Linked DNA regions of Oryctolagus cuniculus: region 1 is linked to region 2. A link is a contact called in public Hi-C data. All regions are on one chromosome and are shown on one strand. The core of a region is the stretch at or near the end of the contact, and the rest is flanking DNA. Distances in the headings are between cores, read along the strand shown. Region 1 holds the start of CCN2 (cellular communication network factor 2). Region 2 has its middle 110 kb from the start of CCN2.

Region 1 (3,534 bases), core at 355-2,854, 110 kb before region 2:
CTCCTATTGCAACAAGGACGGTGAGAGGAGACCTAACTTTGGTGCTACCCACTATCATCGTCCCACGAACACGAGTTAACAGGAAGCGGACAGGTACCTTAATGTTCTCTTCCAGGTCAGCTTCGCAAGGCCTGACCATGCAGAGGCGGCTCTGTTTCTCCAGCCGACAGAAGGCGTTGTCATTGGTAACCCGGGTGGAGATGCCCATCCCGCAGGTCTTGGAACAGGCGCTCCACTCTGTGGTCTGGACCAGGCAGTTGGCTCGCATCATGGTTGGGTCTGGGCCAAATGTGTCTTCCAGTCGGTAGGCTGTGAGAACAGAGCACGCAAACACAAGGTGAAACGCCAGCAGAAGACATTTCCCCTGGCACTTGGCATCCTCAGGACTCAACCTCCCGTGGCCGGGGTAGGGGTGGGGGTGAGGCATCACACTGACTTAGAGGAAGACTCAACTCACCGGCCAGGGCAGGGCCAACCACGGTGTGGTCCTTGGGCTCGTCACACACCCACTCCTCGCAGCATTTCCCGGGCAGCTTGACCCTCCTCGGGAAGGGGCAGTCCGGGCTGGGCAGGCGGACGTCCATGCTGCACAGGGGCACACAGCCCACCGCGCCATCCAGGCAAGTGCACTGGTATTTGCAGCTGCTCTGGAAGGACTCTCCGCTCCGGTACACCGTGCCACCGAAGACGCAGGGAGCTCCATCTTTGGCTGAAGGAGAGGAAGGAAAGCAGGGAGGGGGTGATGCAGAGGTCAGGTACCCGTTCCCAGACTTGTTAACTTATAAACGCGCAGCTGGGATGCAAGTTAGGATCCGGCTGCAGGGGGCGGGCTGCAAGCAGCTGCAGAAAGGGGCTCCAGTCTAGGGGTTTTTAGGTCCAGCGGGCGAGCGAGCGGGTGGGCTTTTGAGGGAGGAAGTGACCGGGCACCGGCGCGGGGGTCTTACCGGTGCACACGCCGATCTTGCGGTTGGCCGGCGAGCCAAAGTCACAGAAGAGTCCCTTGTGCGGGTCGCAGGGGTCGCGCTCCGTGCACAGCTCGCCCAGTTGCTTGGCGCAGACGCGGCAGCAGCCGCAGCCGTCCAGCACGAGGCTCACGCCCGCCGGGCAGCGCGGCGCCGGCGCGGCCGCGCACTGGCACTGTCCGCCGCAGTCCTGGCCGGCGGCCGGCTGCAGGGAGGAAGGGGCGGTCAGCCTGTGCTCGGCTCGGTGCGCACGCCCCCGGCGTCGCCCGGCCCCGAGTCCCTCCCCGGCAGCCGCTGGCTGCGGCGGAGGCTCCCTGAGCTTACCCGGCTGCAGAGGGCGAGGAGGAGCACGAAGGCGAAGCGGAGAGGGCCCACGGCGGCGGCCATGGTCTGGGTGCTGTGGACGGAGCGGGCGGCGGGGCGGAGTGCGCGGCGGCGAAGTGGGCGCGGTGCGCTGGGCCGGAGCCGGGACGCAGGCTGTGGCCGGAGGTGGGTGCCTGGACGTGTCGGGCTGTGGTCTCGGGGGCTGTCGGCCGGGGCGGCTGCCGTCGGGCTGGAGGCGGTCGGTCGCCTGCGGTTGGAGTTGCACTGGCTGCCTCCTCTCAGCGGGGAAGAGTTGTTGTGTGAGGCTGGGGCGGGCGGCCCGAGGCTTTTATACGCTCAGAGCGGCCCCGGCTCGCCAATGAGCTGAATGGAGTCCTACACAAACAGGGACATTCCTCGCATTCCTCCCCACCTTCCTGCCTCATCAACTCACACCGGATTGATCCTGACCCCTTGACACTCAGCATTCCTCCGTCTGAAAAAGCTGGCACACTCCGGCTCGCCAGGAAAAAAAAAAAAGGCGCAGTATTTCCAGCACCAAATAGGATTTTTTTTCCCTCTAGCCTCTTCGCACCACTCCTGATTTATATCACTGAAAACACATCGGCAGTTATTCGATTTTAGACCAGTTCTGTTTCTAAGAGCTTTGCCTCGCGCTCTCCGCTGACATAAATCCCTTTTGAGGAGGTAGGTAGGTAGCTGAAGAGGCAAACGGCAGGGAGTCCTCCCAAAATGCGAAAGGGTTTCCTTTTTACGATTTTTTCTGCAAGAGTTTTCGCTTTAGAAGCTATAGGCCCTTGAAACTCTCCAGAGAGCAGAAAGCCAGGACCTGGCTTTGAACCATGTGAAATCCCCGAGATGTCTACCTGCACAACCCTGAATTTCATCTCCAAAGTGTGGGAATTCCATCCTTTGTCATTGCAGTTGACAGTTTGGTCGCCCAGGGGCAGACAAGAAAGGGAACAAAGGGGGAGTGGGGGTGGGTGGGGGCTCTGTGTATGGATGCGGTGTCCTGGGGGAGATTTCTAGCACTTTTGCTTTGCTTTCTCTTAATACTTGTAGGAGTTGCATTGTTAGGGGTGTGGGGAGGGAAAGGGGATGAATGGACATCAGTGTTTCCAGAAAAATGTGTCTATTGTTACCTCCCAGCAAATGATGATGTGTTGGGAAGTCGCAGGCTCTGGGTGTCAGGATGGGAACACAGCAATGGGAAGAGTGGAACCGACAGCAGGAGGCCAGCAGGAAGCTTGGGTTTCATTGGGGGTATTTTAAACACTGCTGTTCTGGGGTCTTGGAGAAGTGATTTTTCTTGCACTGAAACTTGTAATCTTCAACTGTGCATTAGACTTGGTTTGACTTGAGGTAAAAAAGGCGGTTATGTAACAACAGTGCACCCGGTCATTATATCCGGTTAGAAGAGTGTCTGTGAATAATTATATTTTTAGTGACTCCTTACATATCTATAAACAGGGGTTGTGACTTCTGGTTACCCAAGGAACAGGTAAGCTAATGGGTAAGGTTGGAGCCAGGAAAGAATAGGTTTTGTCCCCCCTGCTTATGTACAGATGTCAAATATGACCCGTAAACTGAAGCATATCTCCAATTTCAAATTGCCATTTAGCTTCCCCAGTGGTCCAGTTAATTCAGTGTGCTTCCATCTAGAATCTGTGATGTTTAGTGGTTGTTTGCTAGTATCTCCAGTTACCATTTTATATAAAGACAGTGATCCTAGGGCCAGGCCATTTTTGTCTTCCCTAATGCCACATGGTATGACACTGGTGTTACCAAGGAGTGCATTCCTCTCAGTTGTTGATACTTCAGGATACAGGTCTAAGTATGCCTGTCTTTGATGGCACCAACTTTAGCAACAATGCATAATAAATTTATATGTTGAATAAAGCCTGTTTAAACTGGGCAAGGTTTTCAAGTTTGAATCCATGGATTAAAAAATAGCCAAGAAAAAAAAAATAACCACTCCAGCTTCAGTGTAGACCACATCATCTGTGCACAATTACCGCCTTAAGCAGCCACATGTTGTACAGTGTAGTTGCATGTCAACAGTGTGAATGACTGGCCAAGGGGGGGCCTGTGGAGCTCTGGAAGAATTTTCATCATTGTTATTTAATGTTCTTTCCAAGCATTCCTCAAAGAGAGAAGGCCTGAGAGTTCCTATTTAAAGAAGGAACATTCCAAATTATGTTAATAACCACGTGTGTATTAAAGGCAACTTGGCCCCCAACTGTTTCTT
Region 2 (3,171 bases), core at 330-2,829:
AAGCAGGACAAATGGCTGGTTCTGCTGGAAAGGAAATATAAACTACTGGGCAAGAATTTGAATGCAGCGATGACAGATAGCTGTAGCAGATCAAGTGTTGATTTCCTCCAGCAATTAAGAGATGATGCAATTTGAGATTATATTGTTTTGTTGCTTCTAGAAATCTACAAAAATTTATATGCCTGTGGCCTGGTGTAAAGGAATTAAAAGAATGAGTAATATCACATGAATTTCTTGCATAAACTTGCTTGAAAAGTTAAAGTGTTTTGGGAATAAATACTGGCTCCTCAGCATGAGAATTGGGGTTTTCTTGCTGTCTCACTCCTACTCATCCAGTCTCTTTGATTGTCTGACTGGCCTTGAACCTTGGACCTCACACCAACAATAATAACACCACTGTGCTACCCAAAAAATGTATGTGCCTGCCTTTGGATTTCACTTTTGTTCAGAATGCCCATGCTCCCTTTGTTTTCTAGACTGATTGATAAATCATCATTTAAAACATGCTTCGAGGACAGCCCTGAATGTATGTTGTGAGAGCTTGCTATATACTTTCAAAATAGCTCTTATTTTTCTGTCATTAGTTCACCACACTATATTGTTCATTTTCAGTTTGATTTTGTGCATCTACAAACCAGTGACTTTGACTTAACTGCTGCAAAGTAGGGACTTGGAAGTGTCTTGTTTTAAAAGCTCCCTGGTAGAGTTGGCGCCGTGGTGTAGTAGGTTAAGCCTCTGACTGCAGCACCAGCATCCCATGTGAGCACTGGTTCAAGTCCCAGCTTGAACCAATTTTGATCCAGCTCCCTGCTGATGCCTGGGAAATTAATGGAAGACGGCCCAAGTGCTTGGGCTCCTGCAGAGCCGCGTGAGAGACTTAGAAGAAGCTCCTGGCTTCAAATCGGATTGGCCCAGCTCCAGTCATTGTGGCCATTTGGAGAGTGAACCAGAGGATGGAAGACCTCTCTTTCCGACTCCCCCCTGCCACCACCCCCAACTCTGCATCTTAAAAAAAAAAAGCAAACCCAAAACAAACAAAAAGCAACAAAAGCCAGAAAACACCCTGGTGATTCTGGTTCACAAACTGGATAAAGACCACTGAACTAGTCCGAATGCTCATAAGGATGGGCCAGTTCACTGCCTGGTTCACAGTCGGCCACATTTTCTAGATCAGTATCAGAAACACAGCAAATGCTCCCGATATATCTGTGGACCAAGTATTTGGGGCAGCGTTGAGTGAGTAAATGAATGAATATGTTAAATTCTCCAGGTATTGCACATGTTAGTAGATTATGTCCTTTTGTTTTCAAAAAGATACAGTTGGCTAGGAATAAGAATCGTTGGAAAAACATACCAAAAATTCTGATATGCTCACTCATACACCTCAAAGATGAAAATATTTTCAGTATTTGTAATGATTTCTTGTTGAGACTCTCTCACGGGGAGGCTTTCTCCCTTTCTTCCTTCTAAATGCAGGCATTTTTCCAAGTGGTATGGCAAATGTTCAGTTGATTGAAGCTTTGAGCAAATTATGTTGAAGTCTGAAGCCTTCTGAGGTCATTCCAGACCGTTTGCCTTCCTCTGTTATGCACTGAGGCAGGAAATGTTTTCTCCTTTTTGAAATGAGCAATTCAAGGGGCTAGTAAAGAATGCAGCCAGTGTGACATGCTATCAGCTCCCTCCAGCTGTTTACCATGGTCTCTTTCGTTCTTAACGGGGACATCAAGTTCTTCTGGTGACTGGTTGTGGTTTTCTACATAAGACAAAATAAACACTTCCTGTAAGGCTTCAGAGGGTAACTTCATTTAAGTCTTATCTTTCATTTTCTTTCTACCAAAGAGGAAAAAATAAGATTTGAGAGAGGGCTTCCATTAACCAGGAAATATGTAGTCAGTTGGTACATTAAAACAATTCTTTTTGTGCTGAAAATGGTAACACCCCTTCACCTTAAGTTTCCCCATCTCGCAACATTTAATTTTTCATACTTGTGAGGGGACATGGCCCCCACCCAAGGTCATCTGAGAACAATACTACCTTAGTCACTGACATTCTTAAGATCTTGTTTAGAAGGGGTTGTTTGGAGCTGTTGTAGTCTGACTTGAGTCATGCTAGACAGTGCCAGAGAGGCTAAAGGATTGGGTTCTTCCCAAAGAAATACTTGTATTATAATACAAGTATCTCCAGGACGAAACAGGCAATTAGTGCCAAGTGCACATGCAATTTGTCTCAGAATCACTATCTGGTTAGGGATAGACCATGATCTTTTAATCAAGGTAGGCTTAGGTTGATTTTTTTTTCTAATTTGCAAAGTAAATTTTCTTCTGATAGAATTTACGTAAGAAACCACACTAGAGGATGGTGTGATGGTTTAATGGGAATACCATAGTACTTGGAGTCAGATAGACTTCACTTGAAATCCCATTTGCACCATATACTGTGTGAACTGCCTAAGATGCTTAACTTCTTTGTGACTAGGGTTTCTCATCTATGAGACATAGTAGCCTATTCATGGTTGCCATGAAGCTATGGTAGCCTATGCATGGTTGCCATGAAGATGAGAAGTTACGATATATTATGCTCTTGCTCATGGTGGCATCAAGTAGACCCATTTCCTCTCTCATTCCCTTTGCTCTAATACATGTGAAAAAATTTCATTGACTAACCTGTAAAAATATATCTTCTCTTATCTTCAAGAAATGAAGAATCAGTTGATTTTGTTGGGTACACACTTTCTCTAAAAATATTATATAAAACTATGCTAAGTGCTAACCAAAGATAAACAGGTAGTTGCCCTCTTAATATACATGTTATAATCAATACTCACAGATAGTAACAATTTGAATAAGGTAGAGTGGGAGATTATAATGGAAAAAATCAATGAATTTTGAATTCAATTACTAAACCTGATCTCAACTCCAACGGTACAATGTGGAGGCTCTCTTTGAAAATGGGAATAATGTCTTCCTTAATTAGGGGGCCGGCACTGTGGTGTAGTATGTAAAGCCATGGTGTAGCAGGTAAAGCTGCTGCCTGCAGTGCTGGCATCCCATATAGGTGCCGGTTTTGAGTTCTGGCTGCTCCACTTCCAATACAGTTTTCTGTTATGGCCTGGGAAAGTAGTAGGAGATGGCCCAAGTCCTTGGGCCCCAGCACCCACGTGGGAGACTCAGA

What was found. A called contact is a pair of places that touch in the nucleus more often than the background predicts.
Region 1: a Hi-C map of an unstated tissue shows a contact between it and region 2, with 2.0 times the contacts expected there. The contact joins the promoter of CCN2 here to the enhancer-like site in region 2. A contact is called at or near these places in 3 of 6 Hi-C or Micro-C datasets (embryonic fibroblasts, skin fibroblasts and an unstated tissue).

Annotation. Positions count from the first base shown.
Region 1 is chr5:37,117,679-37,121,212 of mOryCun1.1, reverse strand. CCN2 (cellular communication network factor 2) reads right to left here and starts at 1,604. Exons shown (of 5, transcript XM_051854328.2): 1 at 1,287-1,604; 2 at 945-1,167; 3 at 458-709; 4 at 98-309. The coding sequence starts at 1,349. It overlaps LOC103349888 (a long non-coding RNA gene), which reads left to right and starts at 2,345. Exons shown (of 6, transcript XR_011388521.1): 1 at 2,345-3,534.
Region 2 is chr5:37,011,384-37,014,554 of mOryCun1.1, reverse strand. No RefSeq gene overlaps it. Among named protein-coding and RNA genes, the nearest start is that of CCN2, 110 kb to the left of the region's middle. Within about 2 kb of position 1,579, at least 1 of the 8 cell types and tissues checked has an H3K27ac peak or open chromatin away from gene starts, as enhancers often do.